Linked DNA regions of Mus musculus: regions 1, 2, 3 and 5 are each linked to region 4. A link is a contact called in public ChIA-PET, HiChIP or PLAC-seq and Micro-C data. All regions are on one chromosome and are shown on one strand. The core of a region is the stretch at or near the end of the contact, and the rest is flanking DNA. Distances in the headings are between cores, read along the strand shown.

The links. Hi-C and Micro-C count contacts between places; a contact is called where the count stands out from the background. ChIA-PET counts read pairs in DNA pulled down with a chosen protein or histone mark. HiChIP or PLAC-seq counts read pairs in DNA pulled down with a chosen protein or histone mark.
Region 1: a Micro-C map of macrophages shows a contact between it and region 4, with 4 times the contacts expected there. The contact joins the promoter of Dazl here to the enhancer-like site in region 4. A contact is called at or near these places in 20 of 39 promoter capture datasets (the 3T3-L1 cell line, the C10 cell line, the HPC-7 cell line and 13 more), 1 of 15 datasets of contacts at CTCF or cohesin (large pre-B cells), 2 of 484 Hi-C or Micro-C datasets (bone marrow-derived macrophages and macrophages), 2 of 115 datasets of contacts at active chromatin or transcription factors (acute myeloid leukemia and memory CD8 T cells) and 2 of 9 other capture datasets (adipose tissue and liver).
Region 2: an RNA polymerase II ChIA-PET map of memory CD8 T cells shows a contact between it and region 4, with 165 read pairs. The contact joins two enhancer-like sites. A contact is called at or near these places in 1 of 15 datasets of contacts at CTCF or cohesin (large pre-B cells), 6 of 115 datasets of contacts at active chromatin or transcription factors (CD8 T cells, bone marrow-derived macrophages, effector CD8 T cells and 3 more) and 1 of 9 other capture datasets (embryonic stem cells).
Region 3: an H3K4me3 HiChIP or PLAC-seq map of bone marrow-derived macrophages shows a contact between it and region 4, with 3 times the contacts expected there. The contact joins two enhancer-like sites. A contact is called at or near these places in 5 of 484 Hi-C or Micro-C datasets (CD4 T cells, CD8 T cells, macrophages and 1 more) and 3 of 115 datasets of contacts at active chromatin or transcription factors (acute myeloid leukemia, bone marrow-derived macrophages and regulatory T cells).
Region 5: a contact with region 4 is called in an RNA polymerase II ChIA-PET map of memory CD8 T cells, with 20 read pairs. The contact joins two enhancer-like sites. A contact is called at or near these places in 1 of 15 datasets of contacts at CTCF or cohesin (large pre-B cells), 1 of 484 Hi-C or Micro-C datasets (bone marrow-derived macrophages), 4 of 115 datasets of contacts at active chromatin or transcription factors (acute myeloid leukemia, bone marrow-derived macrophages, extraembryonic endoderm stem cells and 1 more) and 1 of 9 other capture datasets (embryonic stem cells).

Annotation. Positions count from the first base shown.
Region 1 is chr17:50,292,196-50,295,054 of GRCm38.p6, forward strand. Dazl (deleted in azoospermia-like) reads right to left here and starts at 1,425. Exons shown (of 11, transcript NM_010021.5): 1 at 1,212-1,425. The coding sequence starts at 1,214.
Region 2 is chr17:50,469,328-50,472,027 of GRCm38.p6, forward strand. No RefSeq gene overlaps it. Among named protein-coding and RNA genes, the nearest start is that of Plcl2, 39 kb to the right of the region's middle. Within about 2 kb of position 1,329, at least 294 of the 459 cell types and tissues checked have an H3K27ac peak or open chromatin away from gene starts, as enhancers often do. A contact at or near this core is called in CD8 T cells, bone marrow-derived macrophages, effector CD8 T cells and 3 more, where this site is marked.
Region 3 is chr17:50,413,846-50,416,603 of GRCm38.p6, forward strand. No RefSeq gene overlaps it. Among named protein-coding and RNA genes, the nearest start is that of Gm31015, 8.9 kb to the right of the region's middle. Within about 2 kb of position 1,381, at least 100 of the 459 cell types and tissues checked have an H3K27ac peak or open chromatin away from gene starts, as enhancers often do. A contact at or near this core is called in CD8 T cells, acute myeloid leukemia, bone marrow-derived macrophages and 2 more, where this site is marked.
Region 4 is chr17:50,728,433-50,731,132 of GRCm38.p6, forward strand. No RefSeq gene overlaps it. Among named protein-coding and RNA genes, the nearest start is that of Gm41598, 61 kb to the right of the region's middle. Within about 2 kb of position 1,294, at least 76 of the 459 cell types and tissues checked have an H3K27ac peak or open chromatin away from gene starts, as enhancers often do. A contact at or near this core is called in CD8 T cells, acute myeloid leukemia, adipose tissue and 7 more, where this site is marked.
Region 5 is chr17:50,330,171-50,332,870 of GRCm38.p6, forward strand. No RefSeq gene overlaps it. Among named protein-coding and RNA genes, the nearest start is that of Dazl, 38 kb to the left of the region's middle. Within about 2 kb of position 1,346, at least 83 of the 459 cell types and tissues checked have an H3K27ac peak or open chromatin away from gene starts, as enhancers often do. A contact at or near this core is called in acute myeloid leukemia, bone marrow-derived macrophages and memory CD8 T cells, where this site is marked.

The DNA.
Region 1 (2,859 bases), core at 175-2,674, 440 kb before region 4:
AGCAATGAGCCAGCACACAAAAATTTGCCTATTTTGTACAGTACCATACTTCATTGTATTGGAAAATCCACATATCAAATATAGCTAGAAGCTGAGAATAGTTATTAAAGATTTCAGGATTCACATTTTTGAAATGTAATTAAATCACTATGCTAAGCAAATTCCCATGTATGCTACAAATACTGGCCAATAGATAAAAATCTGCAGTTATCAAATGTTTAACCCTAATGTAGTGAGAAAACGGTCCAATATTGTGCGATTTAAATTATTGTGATAGACAAGTACCTATTTCACATTATAAATGCTTAATTTGAATTCCAACTTAAGTTAACATCGGTCATAAGTAGTATAAATTTCTTCCTTTACCTCTAAAATGGAAAAAAATTTTAAACGAACATGCAACATCTAACGGATTTGTGATTAAATGGCTATCAACGTTTGTTTTCAGTAGCCCAAGCTAGCCTGGCAACGCCTCAGTCAGTCTGCTGGCGGCGGCAGCGGCGATTACAGCAGAGCTGTCCGGTCCCGCTTTCCCCGACCCCCGCCCGGCTCAGGCCTCTGGCTCCTCCCCCAGCCCACGCAAGCCAAGCTCCCGCAAAGCCGCCTCCACCCCACCCACAGTCACCAGGCGACAGGGCCCGCCCTCAGCCTCCCGATAACCACGCCCTCCGGGTCCTTTCCACGCCGCGGCCAAGCCGCCAGGCCGCAGGACCCGGCGCGGCCAGCCTAGGCGCCACCTGGCGGAGGCGCCCGCGCTGCGGCGCTCCGACCCGGAAGCCCGGGCGCTCGTGCGGAGGAGCTGGGCCGCGGGGTGGGGGCTGGGCCGCGGCAGGCCTCGCCTAAGGCCTGCTCCTACGGGCACCGCGGCCCAAAGGCGGGAAAGAGCCGTCACGTGACGCCCAGGCCGTGCACGTGGCCCACCCCGGGGCTGCCCGAGGTCCCCAGGGCTGCCCGCCATCTCCCCGCAACCCCTCAGTGCTGGTGTAGGCCGCAAAGGCAGCAAGGCCGCCACTCTTGTCCTCCAGGCCTCACCCTGGGGGCTGTCCGGTGGGGGAGGAACCCAGAACCGGAAATATGAAAGGACCCTCTTTATGCCCTCTCCCCACTTCTCTGTGCTACACCAGAAAAGGCCGATTTTTAAACCTCCGCGTAAGGAATCGCGGCCTCCGGCTGGTCTTGCACTGCCACCCCGGGGCCTGCCCTCGACTCACCATGATGGCGGCCAGAGTTCGGGTGGTAAAACCTCGAAGGTGGAGCAGAAGCCACGCGACGGGGCAGCTACGTGAGGTGGCTGCCTAGCCGGCCAACGGGCAAAAAAAAGCCGAGGCGGTGGTGGAAAGAGAGCCCACGGCCACGGAGACAGCGGAGTCCCGAAGCGAGCGTGCTGAGGGTCGCCGAGTCACTGAGGCGTGGGCTGCGCGCCCCGGGGGGATGACTGTGCGTGGCTGGCCTCGTGACGTGCTACAGCCAATAGGCGGCAGCGCTAGGGCCTCGCAAGGGGGGCCAGGGGACCCACGTCGCCCACGGAGTGCGTGAGGGGTGCGCATGGAGCATGCGCGACATCTACGTAAGGGTCTCGGCTGCCGAGCAGGCCCGAGCCTCACTGACAGACAGATGGACCGACTCCTGCCACTCCCTAGCCCCCCCAGGACCGTGTCCGAAGCCCCTGTGAAATAAGTCCTGGGCAGGACGGTGCTCAGAGTTCTGTCAGGAAAGCATTTATTCAAGTCATTACCTCAAAAATGGCACCTCGAAGGCATGGCGTTATCCCGTCAGCAAAGCTTGGCGGCCGAATTTAAAATTTACAAAATGCCCGCAGAAATAGAAATTAATAACGGGCGGCACGACTAGAGAGCAGGCCTTGCCTGGCCGGGCCCCTTCACCCTCTTTTTCAGCCACATTGAGAAGGTTGAGTCCGGGTGCATGTGGAAGGCGCACCTCATGCCTCACGGGCCGGCCCGTCAGCCATCAGGACTTAGTTTTTTTCTTCCGTTTTTTTTCTCCCCCCCCCCCGCCCCTTCAAATAAATGCCCGAATTATCCGGTACAAAGGACACAGCAGTGACCAGACCACACGAGAGAATATCCCTCCCTTCGTGGAATTTAGGTTGCAGTGTGAGCGTTTCTCTTGTAGGCTTTACAGAAACAAGCTAGGCCAGCTGAGAGAATTCTAGAACATTCTCAAGGCCAGAGAAACGGGGCCTACCTACCTACAGCAGAGCCGAGCTGTAGGGTGCTTGGTGGAGATAACCTTACGGCAGAACCACCTAGTACTTATACCGTCCTGACTACCTTTTGTACAGATGATAAGTATTACAGCTTTTTTTTTTTTTAAAGCTGGCAAAACAGCTTAAGATTGCCACTAACCATGCAGCAATGATGGAGAAAATAGTATTAAAATAATAAATAAAAATAAAACAAATAAGGGTAGATTGCACCTATTTGAAAGGGGGGAAATTCCAAAATTCTGAAACTAAAATTAAGCTCGAAACTACAGCGGTGAAGATCCGATTCTCCACTGGCCTTCGGTAGGTGGCTACATGGTGGTGTGAACAGTCTAACAAAGGGCCTGGACTGTCCTCATTTTAGTGTAGAGAAGAAAAAAACCCACTACAGACAGCTGGAATGGTTGGTTAATGAGCAGCGGAGAGATGGCTCTAAACTCTGTAGCTCCAGGCCTTCCTGCGTTGGCTGGATGGGGAAAGCTGAAGCGGTGCAGCCCGATTTGGAGCTGAGCACCTTGCAGCACACCGGTGTTCTGGCAAGGCATCATCCTGAGGAAAAGCACGGACGTGAGGGGACGGGGAGCACCGTGCAGACTAGAGCAAACCCAAAACCATCTAACTCTCATTGGTGTTTG
Region 2 (2,700 bases), core at 79-2,578, 260 kb before region 4:
CCTACTGTTGGACTCAAATAGCACTCTGAGGAGAAACCCAGGACAGGCTGCCTTTCCTTTCTTCCTGTGAACCACTATTTCTGCCATGCATGAAGAAGTGATGCCGGGGTTCTGGGTGGTCTTTTATGATCCACATTGACAGTTAGCTCTCATTTTTAAAAGGTCATTCAAAAAAGCAACGATTAAAACTTGACATTTCTTTTTTTTATATACAGTATTTTCATAGATTTTAGGGTTTATTTTGTTAAGTAGAATTCCCATTCTGATCTTCATAAAGCAATCATGGAATCGTGGTATTTTTTAAAATAAGCCTCTCCAGATTCTTTTTACTTTTTAGCATAATGCTCCAGAAAAGAGAAAGTCTTTACCAAAAAAAAAAAAAAAAAAAAAATGTTGTGTTTGCTATCCTATAGTCTACAGTTGTAGCTCAGTTATCAAAATGAATGCTCTTTCAGAGTGGTTGTACTTATTTATTTATTTATTTATTTACTTACTTACTTACTTAGTCTGCTTCAACGTCAACATGAAAATTAAAATTCAGGGTCAGTTATTGCTGGGGAGTGTTCTCCACGATGTAATTTGGTTGCTAGGCAACCTGTGGGCGGATATTAGCGAGAGGAAGAGAGCGCTCCTCAGCCTGCCTTCAATAGCAGTATTGCCTTTCATTTCAAACGTGCTAAATAATAGGGCCCTGCAATTTGCCTCCCTTGCCCCGTGCTGCTTACTTTTCCTCTTGAATGGAAAATTAATCTGGTTTAGTGCGGGTAACATTTGCAACTGTACTTCCTCTCCCAGGCACCGAAGGGGATGGGGGTGGTTCATTCATTTTAGTTGTGGGAAAGGCAAACTGCTGCATTTTCGTGGTTTTTTTTTTTTTTCCTCTTTACTTCTCCATTTTTTCCATTGTGGTTGTTGAGAAAACTGATCATGCACAACCTTTTATATAGGATGAAGAAAGAGGAGATGGGAAGCCAGGACCTTATTTATAGGATGCAGCTTAGAGTCTGGTGAGGTCATGAAGTTCCCTCAAGTCTGAAAAGACTCAAGTCTGAAAAGATAGGACGGAATGGTTAGTAAGCCGTGCTTAGGGAACTGGCATGAAGATCAAAGCCACACTTTTACCTCAGCTGCGGCTCCAGCATCCTCTGCTGCACCTCTTCTCAACCTAACACCTCGCACAGAGTTGGTCTTCAACAACCGACCACACAGAAGCCAACATTCTGAGGTGCCGGGCCTGGAAACAGAAAGTTCTCTCAGAACAGCTGCTTGCTGTAATAGTGTGTTCAGAGCCTCACGTCATTTCCTGTCTCAGCAGCTGAAAAAAAAAAAAATCGTAAAAACCAAGGTTGGCAAGCTGTTCTGGCTGCACGCGAACCAGAGTCTGGTTCACCACCGAAGCCCTCCTGTGCTCTTTCTGCACTGAGGAAACCGGCTTTGATCTGCTCTGAGGTCACAACCGCTAGCGAGCTATGTCAGCGCTTCACTTCATTTAGAAGAGATTTAACAGGAGGCCCATGGCTTTGCAAATCTGTTCACCGTGGTCTTGGTCTAAGCATATGAAGATAGTAACTTGAGATTCTTGTTGAGAAATCCCTCTTCTGGCCTACTTTTTTTTTTCTCTCTCTAGGCAGTCTAAATGCTTTCCCTTTAGGGCTGGCATGGATCCAGCCTATTGACTGGCCTCCTGCTGCTGGTAAACTTCCGGCTCTTCCAGTCTTTTCCCTGTGTTCTTCCATACCACATTGCTCGCATAATCTTCTCCAAATTGTCAAGGTTTTCAAAACCTTTTTAAAACCAGATCATTTCCACTTAGTCTTGTTTCCTAGAATCCTCCAGGAGAAGGAGGAGGAGGAGGAGGAGGAGGAGGAGGAGGAGGAGGAGGAGGAGGAGGAGGAGGAGGAGGAGGAGGAGGAGGAGGAGGAGGAGGAGGAAGAGTTATAGTTAGGTTGGACATACCAGGGAAAGAGGACTGGCATGCAGGAGGGACTTAGAGATCTCAGAGCACAAAAGGCACCTTTAGATAACTAAGAGGTGACAGGCAGCTGAGTACAGGAACCGGAAGTAGGTTCAGGAAGAGGTCCAGAGCCGGAAGGCCAGGGGTGCATGCGGAAGTGCAGGCTCTGAGCTGGCCAAGACATAAGACAGGAACCAGGCTTTCTCTTGTCACTCTCCTTTGTGTGACCCTCCCCACTCTTTTCCTTTTAAGTGTCTCAGATGTTCTTTTTCCTTCCCTGAAGCTACCAGTCTCCTATTTTTCAAGTGTTTTGTAAATACCAGGTCTTGACCTATGAACAGGTGGTGGGATCAATGTTGTGAATACTTACCAGCATTTCCAAAGCATCGAACAACAGTGGAATAACACAGGGCTGAAAACATAACTAAGATGCATTGCACTTGCCTAGTATGTTGATCCCCAACACCAAAAAAACAAAACAGTGTCAAACACAGAAGGGACAGAATGATTTAAAACAGAATATGCAGAATCATATACGACAAAATAGAAAAAACTTGAGTTCGAGTTTGGAAAAGCCATTAGGGTAAGCTTTGATCTCACTTATATGAGTGCATACAGGTGTGTGTGTGTGTGTGTGTGTGTGTGTGTGTGTGTGTGTGTTTGAAATGTGGATTGCTGTGGGAAGCAGGCAGAGGACCAGAAGGGAGTCTCAGCAGTCAGGAGCACTAGCTGCTCTTGCAGAAGAG
Region 3 (2,758 bases), core at 131-2,630, 310 kb before region 4:
CCAATACAGATAGACTGCTTTAAAAATAGCGCAATTATCATTTGAATATGAAATATCCACCCTAAGTGAACTGCAGTTGGTCCCCAGCTGGTAGCCTCTTTGGGAAGGTTGTTGACTCTTTGGGGGTAGCTCCTTAAGAAGAAAATGGCGCACTGAAGGTGAGCCTTGAGATTTTATAGCCTTGTTCAACTTGCTCTTTGTCCTTCTCTGCTTCCTGAGTGTGGATGAAAGGTGACAGTAAGACAGTAAGCTCCTACCCCTCCCTTACCTTACCACTGACTTGTTCGGGAAGTATTAGCCAAAATGAGACCGTCCTTCCTTTAGTGGCTTTAGTCAGGGTATGTTATCACAGCTAACCAAGACCATAAACCACACCATAATTTTACTTACCTTATTTGTTTTGGCACGTGTTGTATCTGTACAAGGGTCAGATGACTACCTCAAGTGTCATTCTCGGGATGTGCTTTCTTTGAGACAGGGCTTGCTTTTAGCCTAGAGCTAAATAATTAGGTTAGGTAGGCTGTCTGGCCTAAAGATATACCTAAAGATATACCTGTCTCCACACCTCCATGTGCATCACTATACTAGCCTGGGTCTCAGAGATACACCTCAGGTCCTCAAAGCAAGGACTTTATTTATTGAGCTTTTTCTCCAGCTTTCTAATGTACACATTTAGTTGTACTTCAGTGGTTAACCATGAGTGTGTGAGAAACTTCATAACAGGTGCCCTGCCACTGGGACCTCCATGATACTGCCGGCATTACCAATCATGCTCCATGCTATCCTAAGCCAACTTTGTCCCCCTTTCCCTTGCCAATTTTTCCCTCACATATAGCTAAGGATTGGCTCACCATGACACCCCAAACCCCCACAATGATCCCTGCTTTATTGTACCAGAGGGGAAACTGAGGTGGTCTGGACTATCACATGTGTGAGCTTGTTCTCCAACATTGACATTTGCCTGGTTTCTAAGGCCATGTGTTGAGCTGAGGTTATGAGGCATGAGCCCCAGGTGCATTAAGTCAGGATCTCCCACTCTTAGGTGTGATTGGCATTTGAGACCTGGAAATTCTTGTGTGGACTGTGCTGTGCATTATAGTCTAATTAACAGTACTGCCTAACTGCTTCCTCTGTGTCAGATGTGATCATAGCCATCGTGATTCACTATCATAATTCACAGAGACCCTCATGTGATCAGAGAGGGGTGGGTTCATGGGTCTCCAGTGAGATCCTCAGGAGTTGCCTCTCCTCCCTATAATTCCAATCCTCACTCCTCATTGGTAAACATGTGACCAAAATAAGACTTTTCTCGGGGTATAGATACCCAGAAGTTCCCTCAGAGACTTCCCAGTGGTGTCACTGCCTTTGGTTCATGCACACTTCTGTGAGTAACTCTGATAACCTAACTGGTTCAGCAAGCTGAACTTGGTGAGAACTTTTCTTTGGTCTGTCAGTTTCTTAAAATCACAACAAGCCATATCCCTTGCCTCTACTCATAACCTGCTGACAGTAGTCTGTCCCCCAACTGTTATGAGCATACATTCAAAAAATGTCTCCAATATATTGCCAAATGTCCTCTGGGGAACAAAATCATTTCTGTCAGTGTGACACCTTTTTGATTTATCAGCATCTCCCATGTACAATTGAAACAGGAAGTGAAGTGAAAGTAGTTTATGTGGGCGGTGACCTCAGTACAGCAGTTTGAGGGAGTGGGGAAGTATGTTTTTATTTTTCTTGTTCTTGTAATAATAATAATATAAAAAAAACACCAAGAAGAAACTTAAGGAGGGAGAGGTTATTTTGGCTTACAGTTGGTGGGAATACAGTCCATCATGGGGGTGAGGAACCACAGTGACAGGAGGGGGAGGGTGCCGGGCACATTGTATCCATACTCAGGAGGCAGAAAAGAATAAGCAACAGGAGAAGCCAGGCTAACAAACCTCAAGGCAATCCCCAATGTACCCACTTCCTCCTCCAAGCCACCACCCTCAGAAGATTTCACAACCTTCCTTAGAGAGCCTCTGCCTGAAGACCCATTGTTCAAACACAAGGGTCTGTGCTGTACATTTTGCATTTGAATAAAACAGGAAGGGAATCAGAAGGAGAAAGCAAGCTAATAAATAAGCAGGTTGCTGTTGTGCAGTGTACAGCATGAGGGCCACCTCCTTGGGGACTGCTAGCTGGAGGAACACGATGATTTTGTTTTTGTTTTTTTTTTTTTAATTCCTGCAGGCCAGCATAAGATCACAACCACAAATTTTGAGTCAATTTTGAAGCAAGCTTTATTAAATACTGGCCAGGACAATGGACACTGATCAGGTCCATACTCAGGATCCCAGAGTATGCCAGAACTACTTTATTCAGAGGCTCATAGAGGCAAAAACCACAAGGCTATGTACTTCCTGTCTTTGTCCAATCAGGGGCAAGCATGCATCCTGGGGTACCTCCTGCCTACTTGTGATCAAGCACATCCCGTGCAGTTGAAACAACCAAACCTGTTTACAGAAGCAAAGACTTGTGGTTTGTTATCTTACATGACCAACAGCCCCCAGCATTCCAGGCACAAAGAAGGAGAAAGAAATCTGAACATTTCTCAATTTTCATATACCTTAAATAATTTTCTCCTCATACCTTCATAACTTAAGCTTTCATATCCCCAGAAATTACTTTCTTTGACCCTCATAGCTCAACATAAACTTATAAACCCCCCCAACCCCAATTTAATCATTTTTCATAAGACACAAGTGGCTGATTACTG
Region 4 (2,700 bases), core at 44-2,543:
AAATATGGTGGGTAGCAGAAACCAGCAGAGACACATGATCCATACCTTAGGAGAGTCAACTCAGCAGCTTGGCTCAATTAGGAGAAGTTAGATCCCTTGGAAAGGGGGCCATTTGTGCCTCCTGGGTTTTTGGCACCAGATGCATAAACTGGTGACATTACCATGCAATGGTATATTTAAGGCTTTATTTTAGACATGAGAGCAAGAACAGCCAAATGCATCTGGAAGAGCCTAGAGAGAAAGAAGTAGCCTGGACATGGCATGGAAAAAAAAACCAGGAGAAAAACGAGAGAGAGAGAGAGAGAGAGAGAGAGAGAGAGAGAGAGAGAGAGAGAGAGAGAGAGAGAGAGGAGAGGGGGAAGAATGAATGAATGATTATATCTGAACTAGGAAGGTTCTAAGAAGAATGAGTGGCTGAGGAGAGAAGACTGAGCGTGAGGGAGTTTGGGGTAAAGGACGGGGTGAGTAGAGACACACATCCCTTCTGTCTTTTGAAATTTGAGGAAATGGAGTTTCTCTTGGATCTGACAGTAACCAAAACCATTGGGAATAGTCTATAATGTTTTGGATAATGTTATGGGACCCTTTTTGCCAATAATTTAAAAAAATATATATATAACCCATTCCTGATACTGAATGGACCTAGATGGGGAAGGGGAAACAGACTACAGTATCATAAAGGGATAAAATGGAAACTAAAATAATAGGTGTGGTGGTTTGACTAGGTACCCCCCTTACACCCCACCCTCCTGCCCAGACTCATGAGTGTGAATGCTTGGCCCATGGGGAGTGGCACTATGGAGTAGGTGTGGCCTTGTTGGAAGGAGCATGTCACTGTAGTGGGCTTTGAGGTTATACATGCTCAGGGTTATACACTCATTGATACAGCCTCCTTCTGCTGCATTCGGATCAAGATATAGAAGTCTCAACTCCTTCCGCAGCACCATGGCTGTCTGCAAGCCTCCCTGTTTCCTGCCATGATGATAATGGACTGAACCTCTGAACCTCTAAGCCAGCCCCAATTAAATGTATTCCTTTGTAAGAGCTGCCTTGGCCATGGTGTCTCTTCACAACAATGAAACCTTACCTAAGATAGAGAAGTAAATGAGAGGCCAGGTTAAAGGAGGGTAGGGAGCAAGGGACAGCAAAGCCACTTGGAAACCTACTATTGTAGAAGCTTTCTCTGATAGTGAATATATAAAAGGAATCTAAATGGAGCCACCGTAGAATGAGGAAGATGACGTCTTACTTTCACGATGGGTGGAGGGTGGACTGTTTCCTGGCTTACCAAACCCCAAGATGAGGTGGCTCTAAAATTATACTGTATGGTGAAACCCCGGAGCAGCTCAGAGAGGCACAGTGCTGGTTGTTGCTTGGTCACCTCTAGGTGACCCTGTGGTTACCCTCTCTGCAGTGCCTGCCGCAGGCTTTCTTTGAATCTCTTAGAAACAGGATTCTGAGAAGCCAGCAGCAGCCTCGTCCCCACCCTGCAGGCCTCACACAGTTGCATTTTTATAAAAAGTTTTATTTATACTTCATGTGCATTGGTATTTTGCCTATATGTATGCCTATGTAGGGGTGTCAGGTCCCCTGGTCAGTTACAGACAGTTGTGAGCTGCCACGTGGTTGCTGGGAATTGAACCTGGGAAGAGCAGCCAGTGTTCTTAACCACTGAGCCCTCTCTCTAGTGCATTTTCCTTCTTTAGGTGGCCAGCCAGAGGGTCTGTGCTCTGGTGCAGGCTGTTGTGGATTGAAGCTGCAGAAGCTGCCGTGGCTCTGCAGAGCCTTGAGTTCAGAGCTTATGCTACCCCAGGCTTCCTTGGTCAGTGGTGGGCCTCAGGGCTGAGCAGTGTCCAAGACAGACATAAAGTACCTGCCCTGTTAGCTATGTGGGTGACAACTGGATGTAACCACATACAGTACTGTTGCAGGGAGCCAAGCATCTGCCTGAGATGGAGAAATGGGCTCCAGAGCTACTGTCCACAGTGTCCCTCTTAACTGGGAGAGGGGCATCCCCAGGGTGACTGAGGCAGGCAAGCTTGAAAGACGCTAACATTTCCCGACATTGGGTTCCATTCCAGGCCTCTGGCCTTCATGTTCCTGCTGGAGGAAAATGACAGTGGCCTTTCTACCCCATCATTGCTGCCTATGCCCCGTTTGCTCATCTGCTAAGCCCTACATCTCTCTAGCTAGACTGTAAGTTCTAAAGAGCTAGAGATCCATCTTTTCATGGTGAGTCTTCAGCTCTGGGCAGGGTTTGACAAATGCCAGATCCTCAATAAATAGTAGCAGCTAAGATATGGGCCCTGGTTTCAAGGAGGACGTGGTGACCAACTCTGCTATGAATACACACAGTAGCAGCAGGGAAGGCCGAGGAAGACCTGCAGCCTCAGGACAGCTTGGAGATAAGTCTCACTAATTTGGACATGGGAGGAAGATACCACCACTGCACAATTATCCACCCCCAGAGCTTAAAGCCACCTCCACCTGTCAGTCTGCTTGTGATGTAAAAGAACTTGGTTGTATACCTTTGCTCTACAAGGCCTGCCCTGTTTTGTGTGACCTGGGTCCTGGAACTCTAACAGAAGCAAGGGAACAGAGGACACACAGACACCCACAGAGTAAAGTTGGAAGTAGGCTACTGCCCCACCCAGAAACTGTTTACTGGGCACAGCACAGAGGGGAGGAGTTATCTAGTCT
Region 5 (2,700 bases), core at 96-2,595, 400 kb before region 4:
GTCACGAGTTCCAGGCCAGCCAGCCAGGGCTATGTAATGAGATCCTGTCTCAGAGAGCAAGGAAGAGTGAGAGAGAGAGACAGAGAGACAGACAGAGAGAGACAGAGAGGGAGAAAGGGAACTTTCTAAGTCCTTGCTTAGCACAGTGCTGGGAACACAGTAAGGACTCAAAATCAGTGGTAGCCACTGTCACTGCTATAGTAATCATCACAATTATTCATCATATGGAACCACGGCTTGGCAATATTAGCTGTGAGAACTGAAGTCTGTCTCTCTTTGCTCTACTTCCTTTTTTGACATTTGCTTACTCATTTATTGTGTCACTTATAAAAGATGATTATGACCTTGTGTGACCAAATGTAGCTGCTTTCTCATTCAGGTATATGTATGCTGTATGGAGGTTGTAATTATTTGTTTTTTTTTTTTTTTTTTTTTTGATGAAGGTACTGAAAGGTCTGAAGAACCACAGCTCTGACTCTCATTGACTTTTTTGAATTAGGACAAAGCAACAGCCAACTCTGATCCCTGTAAAGAGCATTAGTGAGGCAGAACTGGGCCTCATTCCATTGTTCCACAGACATTTGCAAATGATCGTAGAGATAAGTCTGGTGAATCAGTTGGGTGAGGTAGAAAGAATAAAGGGCTCAGTTCAAGCCTTGACAGTGATCTTTAACTCTAAGCCTCAAGTGCCCTCTCAGCAAAATGGGAGCACTAGTAGCTCCCACAGCTCAGGACTGTTACAGAGATGAAATCATACTATGCATAGAAAGAACACACGTGTTTATGGTACATTGCTGGTAGTCAGTAACTATCCAAACACATCTTGATGCAGGAGTTGGAAGGGTCTCAGATGATGTTGATCAGGGTCTCTAGACACAGAGCCTGAAAAAGAAAAAAAATATTTTTGTTTTGTTGTTGTTTTTTGTGAAAGTGACTTACTGAAGGAATATAACTTTTAAGAATAGCTCATAGGAAAACATAGCAAGGGAGAAGCCAAAGAACTTTGAGAAATGGTAGATTCTACCCTCAGTCTGACTCATGAGGGCCCAAGGGCATCCACAGAGCAGAGCACTTCCCCCACTTCCCCCACCCAGGCAGAGGCTGGCTCTTTTAAGTCTCCTATCAGTCACTCTGCAGATTGACTAGTGAATAGATAGATTCTTTAGCTTGAGCTCAGATAACATGAAAGGAAACAGGAGCTTGCAAGAGCAAAAAAAAAAAAAAAACCAAAAAAAACCAAAACCAAAACCAAAAAAACCAAACAAGTTGGGGAGAGGATGTTGGGATGGGAGCTGAAGACTTACAGAGTTTACCACACAGCCAATGGGAGCCGCTGAACTCTCATGAGTGGGGGCTGTAACTTGATAATGGGTGAGCCAGGTGCCTCGATGATCCTTTTATGGCATCTCTTTGTTGTCAGGCTGAAGATCACATTTTCTGCCCTGACCTTCAACCAGCTACTTTAATTGGAGCCCAATCCTGCCCCATCTCTTCAGGCTCAGTGTACCCTGGTGGTAGTATTGCACAGATGCCCAGCAGAGCCATCTGGGCTGCGCCTGTCCACCCCCCAGCCCCACCCATACTCACACACTTTAGGATCTTGGGAAAGCTGCTCCTTGTTTGCAAGGCAGTCATTAAAGACTAGATGGGACTGATAATTTTTATGGCCTGAAAAGACGGTAGGAGTTAACGGCAAAAGGGAGCCTTATCCACACAATGGCAGGGCCGTGCACAGGAGCATATTTCCACCCAGGGCCAGGATGTGCTTGCGGTCTGTTTCCTGTGTGTGGATGACAGTGTCACCAGCCAGCTTCCTGCTTCTGTTAGCACGCCATGCCTTACCCGACATTACGGACTCTGGAGCCTCAAGCCAGATCAGCTCGTTTTTCCTTGCCTTGCTTTTGTCCGTACCATCTTATCACAGCGACAGAAAAGTAACCTAGAAACTGATACCAGCGCGGCAGGGAACATGATTTCTGTGTTTTGGAGGGATGTAGAAGATTCTGGAACTTTGGAGTAAAAAAAAAAAAATGTTGAATGTTATAAGCAGAGCTTTGTGGGTGTTCTGGTAGGAGCCTGGAAGACAGTAATGAGGTCAGAGAGAGAGTCCAGCTCTAGAGGGTTCAGAGGGATACAAGGATTCTACCAACAAGTAGGCTGGTAAAGACTCTGGCTACCTTCTGCCCATGTCCCAAGAACGCGGCTGAGGGTAAATGAAAATGTGATAGGCTGATTTTATTGGCAGAGGAGATCTCAGGCAGTGTGATGTTGAGTCTGTGGAATGCTTATAACCAGTTACTCTCATACAGCCCTATAATGAAAAGTTGCAACAAATGAGGCAGAAAGAAGTGGGGAAATTGTGCAGTTTGGTGAAAAAAAATCACCAGAAAGCTTAGTAGTCTAGCTTAAGTCATGCAATGAAGAAGGGGCTGGGTTTAGCATGCTAAGTGGGCAGCCCAGTATGTATGGAAAGCACAAACTGGAGTCAGCGGGTTGTATGTGCAGGTTGTGTGTGTGAGTGTGTAGACACAGGCGCACCCCTGTGTACATAGACGCTTAGAGAAAAGGACATGAGTTTGAGAAGGGTGTTACTGGGGACTTGAAAGGAGTTGGAGGGGGAGAGGGAGTGGGGGAAATGATGTAAATACAATGTACTCATATATAAAATTCTCAAAGAATTTAAATAAACATTGAAATTAA